Linked DNA regions of Bos taurus: region 2 is linked to region 1. Evidence: chromatin contacts called from public Hi-C data. All regions are on one chromosome and are shown on one strand. Each heading gives the region's core, a stretch centred on a gene start, on an enhancer-like site or on the middle of the called end of the contact. The rest is flanking DNA. Distances are from core to core; before and after follow the strand shown.

Region 1 (5,298 bases), core at 1,155-3,654:
GCTTCCTGACCCAGGATCGAATCCACATCTCCTGGATCTCCTGCATTGCAGCCGGATTCTTTACCTGCTGAGCCATGGGGGAAGTCCCACATACGTGTGTTAATGGTATTAAAACAATTTTTTTTCAGTACAGTAAAAATTTTCTTTTCGTCTCTGGTTGCCTGATATCTAGCAGTCAACATGAGTGCCCCATTAATTATCTGTATTGGAGTGTTTATCACTACTAATGGATTGCTTCAGCAGATACAAATGCTTATAAGATGCCCTTTACCGTAGAAAGGAAACAGTACCTAAAATATTTAGATAAGCCAAAGTACATAGGAACACACAGATGTCATATTTGTCTTCAAATTCAGAACCCACTTGGGTGACAATACAATAGGCTTTGGCATGATGTATGATCACTTAAACTACAATGAGGAAAAGCTACACACAAAATTTGTATGACACGGCCTGGGTGAGAAGAAAAGGACCTTAAGAAAGCACAGAAAGGACTGCAATGTAAGAATACAAAGGCAAATAGCAGTGCTGTCAAAGATTAAAGATGGTGCACCTGTTCGACCTGTGACAGCGTAGTTAATGGGCTTCCATGGTGGCCCAGTGGTAAAGAATCTGCCTGCCAAGTCAGAGACCCTGTTCAATCCCCGGGGCACGAAGATCCCTTGGAGAAGGAAATGGCAACCCATTCCAGTGTTGTTGCCTGGAGAATCCCTTGGCCAGAGGCTGGTGGGGTACAGTCCATGGGGTTATGGACACAACTTAGCACCTAAACAATAGCAACAATGTAAAGTCGGTAAGTACAGAACTGGATGACCAGTACAAACACGGGTTTTCTATTCTTTTCATTCCTTTTACATTTATTAAAAATTATACCCCGAGACCCTGTCTGTAATACATGAGTGTGTGGATAAATGGTTCTCACTACCTAGAAGGCTGTATATAGCAAGTTTTAAGCAGGAGTGGCCTGATGGATACTTAGTTGGATTCAGGAGAAAATCGGAGGAGGATCCTACAGCCAGCAGTCAGGAGGTAGGTGAACCCAGTAGACCCCTTTCTCCCTCTGGGTAAAAGACATTTGCCAGTCTGACCAGTACTGCATGTTCCAGGGTCTGGGTGATCCCTGCCCTGACAGTACTAGAGACGAAAACACACCTCTCTCCCCGCTGGGCGCCATCCCCCTTCTATCCAGTATCATTCTAGCAGTCTTCACATGAGGCTCTGGGTTGCCTCGACGCATTCCCAGGCCTACAGTCTCCCACTTTCTTCCCTCTGCCCGGGGAACTTGAGGGATACAGATTTCAACGCAGGGAGTCAAAAGTTTCAGGTACACGGAGTGCCAGGTGCTTGTAAAATTCAAATCAATTCGTATTTGGCAACGGCCCTTCCAAGCAGACAACCAGGGGTGAGGATCTTGCACTACTTCGATAGCTTTGCAAGCGCCTTGTGCGTGAGCAAGGACTCAGTGCAAATGTTACCCATCCCTTTAAGACATTCCTTGACCATCCTATCTAAAAAGTCCATCACCCTGTTTGTTTTTTTACTTTTTAAAATCTGCCTTATCCGTTTATGTTTGCTTTCTTGTTGTCACTTACATTGATTATAAGCTCCGTGAGAGCAGTGACCCTGGACCTGCCGCCCTGTTTGGGAATAAACAGCGCCGCCCACGACTGCCTTTAATAAGAATTTTGCTGGACAGTGAATGACGACAGTTTGGGGAGCGTCGTTCCGGCGTCAGCCGCGCCAGATACACTAGACTTGGGCATCCGAATCACCCCGCATGGAGAAGTACGGGCACGTTCCCCGATTCCTCAGTCCTGAAGACCAAAGAACCAACAGCCGACGGTCTCTCCTCAGCCGTGCGTCACGGCCTCTCTCCTCAGCGCTCCAGACCGGAAGCAGCCGGAGGCGTTTCCGGAAGTGGAGACTGCGGAAGGCGGAAAGGCTGGCGAGGCCTCGAGCGACGGTGGGAACACTGCTGTGGGGGCTTGGCGTCTCTGGGTGCCCGCCACCCCTTCCCATTCCCGGTCGAGCAACCTCCCTGCGCCTCCCCTCCCAACTCCCTGGATGGAATCTCGGGCCCCCGGCGAGCCGACCCAGCGGCCAGAACTCCCCTCAGCCAGCTGGTCGGTTTGAGGGTTGCCACGGCAACAGCCACTTCCGGGAGCGGGGTCTCGGCGAAGTCAGCTCAGGCGGTGCGGGGGCCGGTCCGGGAGCCTTTGCTCGGCTGCACCTACTGTCCCGGTAGTGGAGGGAGGCCCGGGTCCCCGCGCACCGTAGCTTCCCCAGCCTCAGGGTCTGCCCTTGAGCCGTGGGCCCCAACCCCCGCCCTCAGATCGCGTTTCTCTGTTGCTCCTGGCAGCAGGCACTTCTGAGAGCGGGTACTGTTTCCCCCTAGTCCCCTCCCTCTCCCCGCTCCCAGATCGTGTTTCTCTGTTGCTCCTGGCAACAGCCACTTCCGGGAGCCGAGCCGTTTCCCCCAGTTCCCCTGCCCAGTCCCAGCACCGCGAACGCTCGAACCCGGGGTTCCGGCCTCCCGGCAACCGTTGGTCGGTGATCTTCGCTGTCCGCCCGCGGGGGTGGGTGACCTCAGGCCGCTTGTCCCGGGCCTTCCGGCGGGGCTCCCGCAACCACCATGGTTCTGCTGCACGTGAAGCGGGGCGACGAGAGCCAGTTCCTGCTGCAGGCGCCGGGGAGCTCGGAGCTGGAGGAACTCACGGCGCAGGTGGCCCGGGTCTACAACGCGCGGCTCAAGGCGCAGCGCATCTGGTCAGGTGCGGCCCGGCGGCTTGGGGCCTGGGACGGGAGGAGAGAACCGGGCCCGCGGGGACGGGGTGAAGTTGGGCGGGACCCGCCAGGCCTACTCGGGCCGACTAGGGGCGACCGAGGGTCAGGCCAGTGAAGACTTTGCGAAGACGCGCAGCTGCCGGGCTTGAGATGGGGACCACGGGTTTCCCCAGAGATGCTTCCAGGAGCGACTGCACCGCGTGGGAAATCAGTCCAGAATATTCAGTGGAAGGACTGATGCTGAAGCTGAAACTCCATTACTACCTGATACAAAGAACTGACTCACTGGAAAAGACCCTGATGAAAGATTGAAGGCGGGAGGAGAAGGGGATGACAGAGGATGAGATGGTTGGATGGCATCACCGACTCAGTGGAGATGAGTTTGCGTAAACTCCGGGAGTTGGTGATGGACAGGGAAGCCTAGCGTGCTGCAGTCCATGGGGTCGCAAAGAGTTAGACACAACTGAGCGACTGAACTGACTGCACCGCGTGGAAGGGTGCTCGGAGCAGACGGGACGGGCCGTTCCACGGCCTGGGGAGTCGGGATTGGGCCTCTAAGCAAAACAAACCGACCTAAGTCCCGAAACCGAGGAGGGGGGAGGGGGGAGACGGGAGGTGGCACAGGAGAGAGCCGAGAGCCTGGACCCCAGAGCAGGTGTAGGGGATCTCCGCAAGTGTGAGAGGTGGGACGATCCCCGGGCCGATTTTTAAGAGTGTTCTCTTTTGAGACTTTGAAGATAGAGCAGTCTCCGGGGGGGTTTGGGGCGGGTGGGAGAGCCACCCAGCTTTGGGATGGTTTTCAAGGGCGAGAGAGACTCGGCGTTCTTGCCTCCCTCCGTGTTCCCTGCTCTCGGAAACAGCCTGATCCTCATGTTACAGTGTTTTGGTCACTGCCCCCCGCCCATCCCCCACCCCCCCCACCCCCAACCCCGGAGCCGTGACGGCCAATGCAACTTTCCACCGCGCGGAGATGTTCCCTGGCGGTGCCGTCTAGCAGTGGTAGTTGCTGTAAGTCGTGTCCGACTGTTTGCGACTCCGTGGTCTGTCCACGGGATTCTCCAGGCAAGAATACACTGGAGTGGGTGGCCGGTATCACAGGTGGCTGTTGAACACCGCCAAGACACTGCATTCTTTATTTCAATTCATTTAAATGTAAATTCTAGCGGTAATGTGCCTGCCAATGCAGAAGACTTAAAAGCCACAGGGTTCAGTCCCTGAGTTGGAAAGAGCCCTGGAGGAGGACATGGCAACCTACTCCAGTAATCTTCCCTGGAGAATCCCATGGACAGAGGATGCCTGATGGGCTACAGTCCATGGGGTCGCAAAGAGTCGGACAGGACTGAAAGGAGTTAGCACTCAGAGCCTCCTGAAGCTCCTAACTGTTGCCTTAGGCAGCACAGTACTTGACAGTGTGTTAGTCCAGATGTGATCCACGATGTGATTGTTTGATTTTTGTACCATAGAGTACTCCTTAAGGATCATAAACTATCCATTCCTTAAGAACTCATTTGTGGGTCATATGTATCGTTTCTTAGTAAAATTTACCTACTCCAGACCAAGCTCAATTAAGTGTTATTTTAAAATCAAAGCATCTGGAGGGGAAAGGGCCTCAGCTTCTTTTTCTGTGAAATTATCAATTGAAATGTGGTGCTGATTGTTCAGAGTCTCATTAGTGAATGGGAAACCCATTCATTTAATCTGTGCTACCTGTTCAGTCGTGTCTGACTCTTTGCATCCCCATGGACTGTAGCCTGCCAGGCTCCTCTGCCTATGGAATTTTCCAGGCAAGAATACTGGAGTCGGGTGCCATTTCTTCCAGGGAAATCTTCCCAACTCAGGGATCCAACACACATCTGGCAGGCGGATTCTTTTCCTAGTAGGTCAGATGGTAAACCATCCGCCTGCAATGCAGGAAACCTGGGTTCAGTCCTTGGGTTGGGTATGTATTCAACTTCTCAGTGAATTTCAATTTATGCCTCCTGAATGCCAGGAGGTATAACATAGCACAGAGGATTGGCGCACAGAAACTGCAGCCTGTTTCCGGTGGGTGAGCCCCCAGACTCTGCTTCTGTTGATCTAGGATGCATCGGTGCGCATTTGTCAGAGGTCAGGGACAGGTATGCCATAGCAAGTGACATCTAAGTGTCTGCTAAATAAAATAGCCAACGGGCCCCTGACCTCTAGGAAGTTTCCATTCCAGTGAAGTGTAAGGTGTTATAATAATGACTGTGATGCATATTGTCTAATTTCCTCTTGTTTTTAAGAAATGGAAGAATTAGCAGAACATGGTGTATTTCTGCCTCCTAATATGCAAGGACTGACTGATGAACAGATTGAAGAATTGAAATTAAAGGATGAATGGGGTGAAAAGTGTATCCCTAGTGGAGGCTCAGTATTTAAAAAAGATGACATTGGACGGAGGAATGGACAAGGTAATCCAGCATTTTTCTTCTCTGCACATGCCTGAATATAACAATCAGTGTGAAAAAGTCTTCAAGTTAAAAAACTGACCTC
Region 2 (5,298 bases), core at 869-3,368, 180 kb after region 1:
ATACATGTATATGTATGGCTGAATCCCTTTGCTGTCCACCTGAAACTATCACAACATTGTTATCTATTATACTCCAATATTAAATAAAAAGTTTTTAAAAAATAATTAAGTCTGTCTAGTAAAGTAAGCCAGAAGGAAAAACACCAATACAGTATACTAATGCATATATATGGAATTTAGAAAGATGGTAACAATAACCCTGTGAACGAGACAGCAAAAGAGACAGTGATGTATAGAACAGTCTTATGGACTCTGTGGGAGAGGGAGAGGGTGGGAAGATTTGGGAGAATGGCACTGAAACATGTAAAATATCATGTATGAAATGAGATGCCAGTCCAGGTTCGATGCACGATACTGGACGCTTGGGGCTGGTGCACTGGGACGACCCAGAGGGATGGTATGGGGAGGGAGGAGTGAGGAGGGTTCAGGATGGGGAACACATGTATACCTGTGGTGGATTCATTTTGATATTTGGCAAAACTAATACAATTATGTAAAGTTTAAAAATTAAATAAAATTAAAAAATAATTAAGTCTGTCTTTCCTAATAAGAGTATTACCCTTTACAGCCTTAATTTTGGGCATATCCCTGTCTCTTAATATTGCTGCAAGAACTCATATCTGGTCAGGCCACTTGCTCTGACCTGCCTACAAGAAAAGCATTTCCACAAGCACAATAGTCTTGCTTGTGCTTGACTCACAGTCAATCCCACAGACGTTTCCTATTAGAGATTCTGGAACTTCAACAGGTCACAAAAAAACCCACATCCTTAGACATTCAATACAGATTTGCTTACAGAACCCAGGAGAGTATTTCCTCAAATTAGAGGGCGAGCTAACTGATGATTCCAGGAATCACCAAATTACTCATCTCATGACCTGGTTCATGATTTATTTGAACACATAACCACGTATTGATGAAGGGGTATTAAGGAATGCACCAGCCTGTTTTTACTATTGATGCCTCCATTTTATTTCAGAGTATTTCATGTGGCTCTCAAGTCAACGAGTAACATCTTACAAAGACACACAGTCCTTTTTCCCCCGTCAAAGCAGTTTTGCACACATGGCATCATTTTCTCCGCTCGGCAACATCTGGCTTCGCTGTTTCCATTTTAATGACCGGGGGCTTAGACGTGGCGGCCGCTGCGCTGTCCACTAGGGGTTTTCACAGACACGACTTCATTTGATCCTCTCCTCCCACCCTGCAGGGCCGAAAGGGTGCCCGTCCTCCCATTAGTTAGTCTGTCTGCGGTGACATCCCACCAGGCAAGCCTGTCTTTGCCCGAGAGGTGAGATAAACTAAGGGTCGGGGTTAGGGGCATCCGCAAGACTTCGGACCGGTTGCCTTACCAAGGACCTCCCCGCAACAAGCCCGCCTGGCAATTAAGTTTAGTCGCTCAGTCTTATCCGACTCCTTTGGACCCCATGGACTGCAGCACGTCAGGCTTCCCTGTCTTTCACCATCTCCTGGAGCTTGCTTAAACTCATGTCCACTGAGTCGGTGATGCCATCCAACCATCTCTTCCTCTGTCGTCCCCTTCTCCTCCCGCCTTCAATCTATTAGCCAGGGGCATCCACCCTCCCGACCCACCAGGAGGACTTCAACTTAAGCAAAGCATCGAATCCCGCCGCGTGTTAATCAAGTTCCAGAGGCCACAGCAGAGCGTCCTCGGGGCAAGAACGATCTCACTGTGCTGCGACTACGGGTCTGGGCTCGCGCCCTTCGGGAGCGGAGGATCTGGGGGTTCTTCCTGCTAAGAACCCTCGAGAAGGGCCGCCGAAGGCCCTCTCCTAGCCGCGGCCGAGTAGGGGAGGGGGAGTGTGTTGCGGGGAGTGTCACCTCGCTCCCGAGCCGCCAGCGACCCAGCTGCTACCGTAGCACCATACGGGAACCCGAGACTCGGAAACCGTTTACCTCTACTACAGGATTTCTGCCGGACCGCGTTGCTCACAAGCCCCGCCCCTTCCGTCGACTTTTCTCCATAGGCCCCGCCCCTTCCGCAGCCCCACCCCCGTTCCCCCCACGTGTGAGCCCTGAGAGGCTGGCTGGGTCACCGCGCGTTTGCTTCCGCCAGGTCTCCGGGTGTGTGGATCCCGGCGCGCCGCCCGCTTGGCCATGGGGGTCCCCAAGAGGAAGGTCTCGGGCGGCCAGGACGGCGCGGCTGCCCGGGCGAGCACAGCCAAGCGGGCCCGCACCGAAGAGCTCACGGGCGTGCGCTTCAAGGCTCAGCTGAGGGACCCGCAGGGCGCGGGGCCGGGTGAGTGCAGCGGGGAAGAGAGCGCGAGCTTGAGAGGCGATCTCCCAGCTTCTTCTGTCTGCGTGGGGCCTCCGTGTGCAGACGCAGCAGCTCCTTTCTGCAGCGAGGGTCAGAGCCCAGCCTCCCGATTTGTAGTCGGGAAACCGAGACCTGGGTGCCGGGGAGTCCAGGGCCACGATTTGCTTGATGGTGACAGTTTCCCTGCGAGTACATGCTTCCCCTGCCCGGGCAGCATCTGTCAGCAAGCTCTAAAATTCTTTTTATTGCAGTTGTTAGGAAAGTGGGTAAATGTACTCCTCATTCATCACAGCAGATACTTATGGAGTCCTGACTGAGTCGGAGGCTTTCCTCATAGCTCAATCGGTAAAGAATCTGCTGCAATGCAGGAGACCCAGGTTCGATTCTTGGGTCGGGAAGATCCCCTGGAGAAAGGCATGGCAACCCACTCCAGTATTCTCCATGGAGAATACCATGGACAGAGGGTTATAGTCCATGGGATTGCAAGAGTCAGTTCGGGGCTGTTCAGTGAGCCTGTTTGCAGTTACTGCCATGGCTGTCATCTCTGTTTTGCGTAGCTTTGATTCTCCACCACTCACACTGACCCAAGAACACGTAATAAGCTATCACAGGAAGCCACCACAGGGTCTGTCAGTTGACCAAGATTAGTGACTGATACGAAGTAGATTCTATAATTCAACTTTTTGAAAAGTGTGATCACCCTTGCACAACTTCTTGTAATCCATTAGAAAGTATTTAGATTATGAGGACAAAGCACAATCGAATTAGGCTAATATGTGGAAACACTGGCATTGTGTCAAAATGAAACAGTGACAGTGTTTCTCTTAAGTGAAAAATTAAGTTCATGGCCAGAATATCCTCAGTTTCTAGTTTGTCTTCCACAGATTTTTTTTTAAAGGTTTGATATCTGCAACTGCTAGCTAGTACTAGGAAGATGATACCTGCTTTAGCACAGAATTACACATTTCATTCATTCATTTGTTCATTAGTTTTTGGGGAAGGAAATGGCAACCCACTCCAGTATTGCCTGAAAAATCCCATGGACAGAGGAGCCTGGTGGGCTACAGTCCAAAGGGTCACAGAGTTGGACATGACTGAGTGACTAAGCACATACATTTCATTCATTCATTTGTTCATTATTTACAAGGGGCTGTTATTTGCTGGGGTAGGGATCAAATGGTAAGAATCAGATGGGCCCTGCCATTTTTAGATTGAATGTGTAAGTGAGAACATACAGTATTTGTCTTTCCCTAACTTGTTTCATTTACTGCCTTCAGGGTTCATATAGAATGTTGCAAAAGGTGAAGTTTCCTACTGTCTTTTTTTTACTTTTTTAATTTTGGCTGCACTGAGTGGCATGTGGGATCTTACGATTGAACCTGCACCTCTTGCAGTGGAAGCTTGGAGTCTTAACCACTGGACCACCAGGAAAGTCCCCAGTGTCCTTCTTTTTTAAAGGCTGAATAATATCCCATTGTGTGTATTTCTTTCCTTTGTTTTTTTTGATATGGACAAGTTTAAAGCATTTTTATTTTGCTTTAGTTATCTATTTGTTCACTCATTTATTTATGTATGGCTGCACCGTACAGCGTGTGCCAGCTGAGTTCCCCGGCCAAGGATCGAACCCATGCCCCCTGCAGTGGAAGCACAGAGTCTTAACCAGTAGACCACCAGGGTAGTCCCTGATGTGGACCCTTTTTAAAGTCTTTATTGAATTTGTTGCAATATTGTTTCTGTTTTCTGTTTTGTGTTTTTTTGGCCAGGAGGCCTCTGAGATCTTGGCTCCTTGACCAGGGGTTGAGACCTGCCCCTCTGCATTGGAAGGCGAAGTTTTAACCACTGGAAGTCCCTTTTATGTGTATTTCTGTGTATAGATATACCACATTTTCTTTATCCATTATTCCCCCTTCAGTTGATGGGCGGTGGGGATGGAGAGCAGGGTTACATTGATAAAGACCCAGAGGATGCCCAGGAGCATCGAATAGTAACCCATCAGGAGGATTCCTGCAGCAGGAAGGGTTCTGCTCTCAGCCAGTGCCTTTGAAAGATGCTCCCCATGACTTAAGGACATGTCCTCTTGATCTCCCTGTCTCCACCCTGCTCCTCTGTTCCATCTTGTCACGGGCGGCTTCCAGTCACCTGGCTATTTCCTGCCAGCAATCTCCCTCTGTCACCGTAGCACCAGGGATTGTTTCTAAAGAGACTGTCCTTATTAACATCTGACCCTGCCTCTCATTTCAGCCCTGGAGGCATTTGTTTCCGCTGCTAAGAAGCTCCCCCGAGAAGATGTGTACGATGTTGTGGAGGGGTACATCAAGATTTCTGTGGAGTGTGCCGAGATTTTCCAGCTCCTGAGTGGGGAGAAGCGCCCTGAAAGTGAAGTACGCTTTTCCTTACCTGGCCTGATGGGGAGAAGCAAAAGTCAGTGCTACTGTTGTGTTAGGGCTTCCCTGGTGGCTCAGTGGTAAAGAGTCCACCCGCCAAGCAGGAGACCCAAGTTCGATCCCTGGGTGGGAAAGATCCCCTTGAGAAAGAAATGGCAACCCACTCCAGTATTCTAGCCTGGAAAATCCCATGGACAGAAGAGCCTGGTGGGCTACAGTCCACGGGGTCGCAAAAGAGTTGGACACAACTGAGCGACTAAATAACAACAACTATTACGTTAAGCTTGATGAAAAGAAATGTGATATAAATCTCCAAAATTACCAGTAGAAAGTTACCAGCTTTCTACTGAAAATGATGTTTTGTGCCTGGGCTGTAGAGATACATTCATTTTTTGCATTGTAACCTTTGAAAGCCTTTAGAGGAAAGTGCTAACTTGTTACTGGTGAATAATAGCAGAAGGAAGGATCATAGATTCTTGTCTAAACACACTTGGTTTCTGAATGGTTTGCTTTAATGGAAGGGAAATAGGTAAAGACTGTGTGTCCCAGGTAGAGATGTATATTGAGTTGTCTGTTGTTTTCTGCTTCCAAAGAAGGTCAGAATTTGAGGCGTTTATGAACCTGTTGAAGTCTCAG

What was found. Hi-C and Micro-C count contacts between places; a contact is called where the count stands out from the background.
Region 2: a Hi-C map of skeletal muscle shows a contact between it and region 1, with 4 times the contacts expected there. The contact joins the promoter of URB1 here to the promoter of CFAP298 in region 1. A contact is called at or near these places in 2 of 11 Hi-C or Micro-C datasets (liver and skeletal muscle).

Annotation. Positions count from the first base shown.
Region 1 is chr1:2,922,252-2,927,549 of ARS-UCD2.0, forward strand. It overlaps CFAP298 (cilia and flagella associated protein 298), which reads left to right and starts at 2,405. Exons shown (of 7, transcript NM_001046407.1): 1 at 2,405-2,771; 2 at 5,049-5,216. The coding sequence starts at 2,633.
Region 2 is chr1:3,101,145-3,106,442 of ARS-UCD2.0, forward strand. It overlaps URB1 (URB1 ribosome biogenesis homolog), which reads left to right and starts at 2,119. Exons shown (of 39, transcript NM_001205980.1): 1 at 2,119-2,260; 2 at 4,520-4,659. The coding sequence starts at 2,119.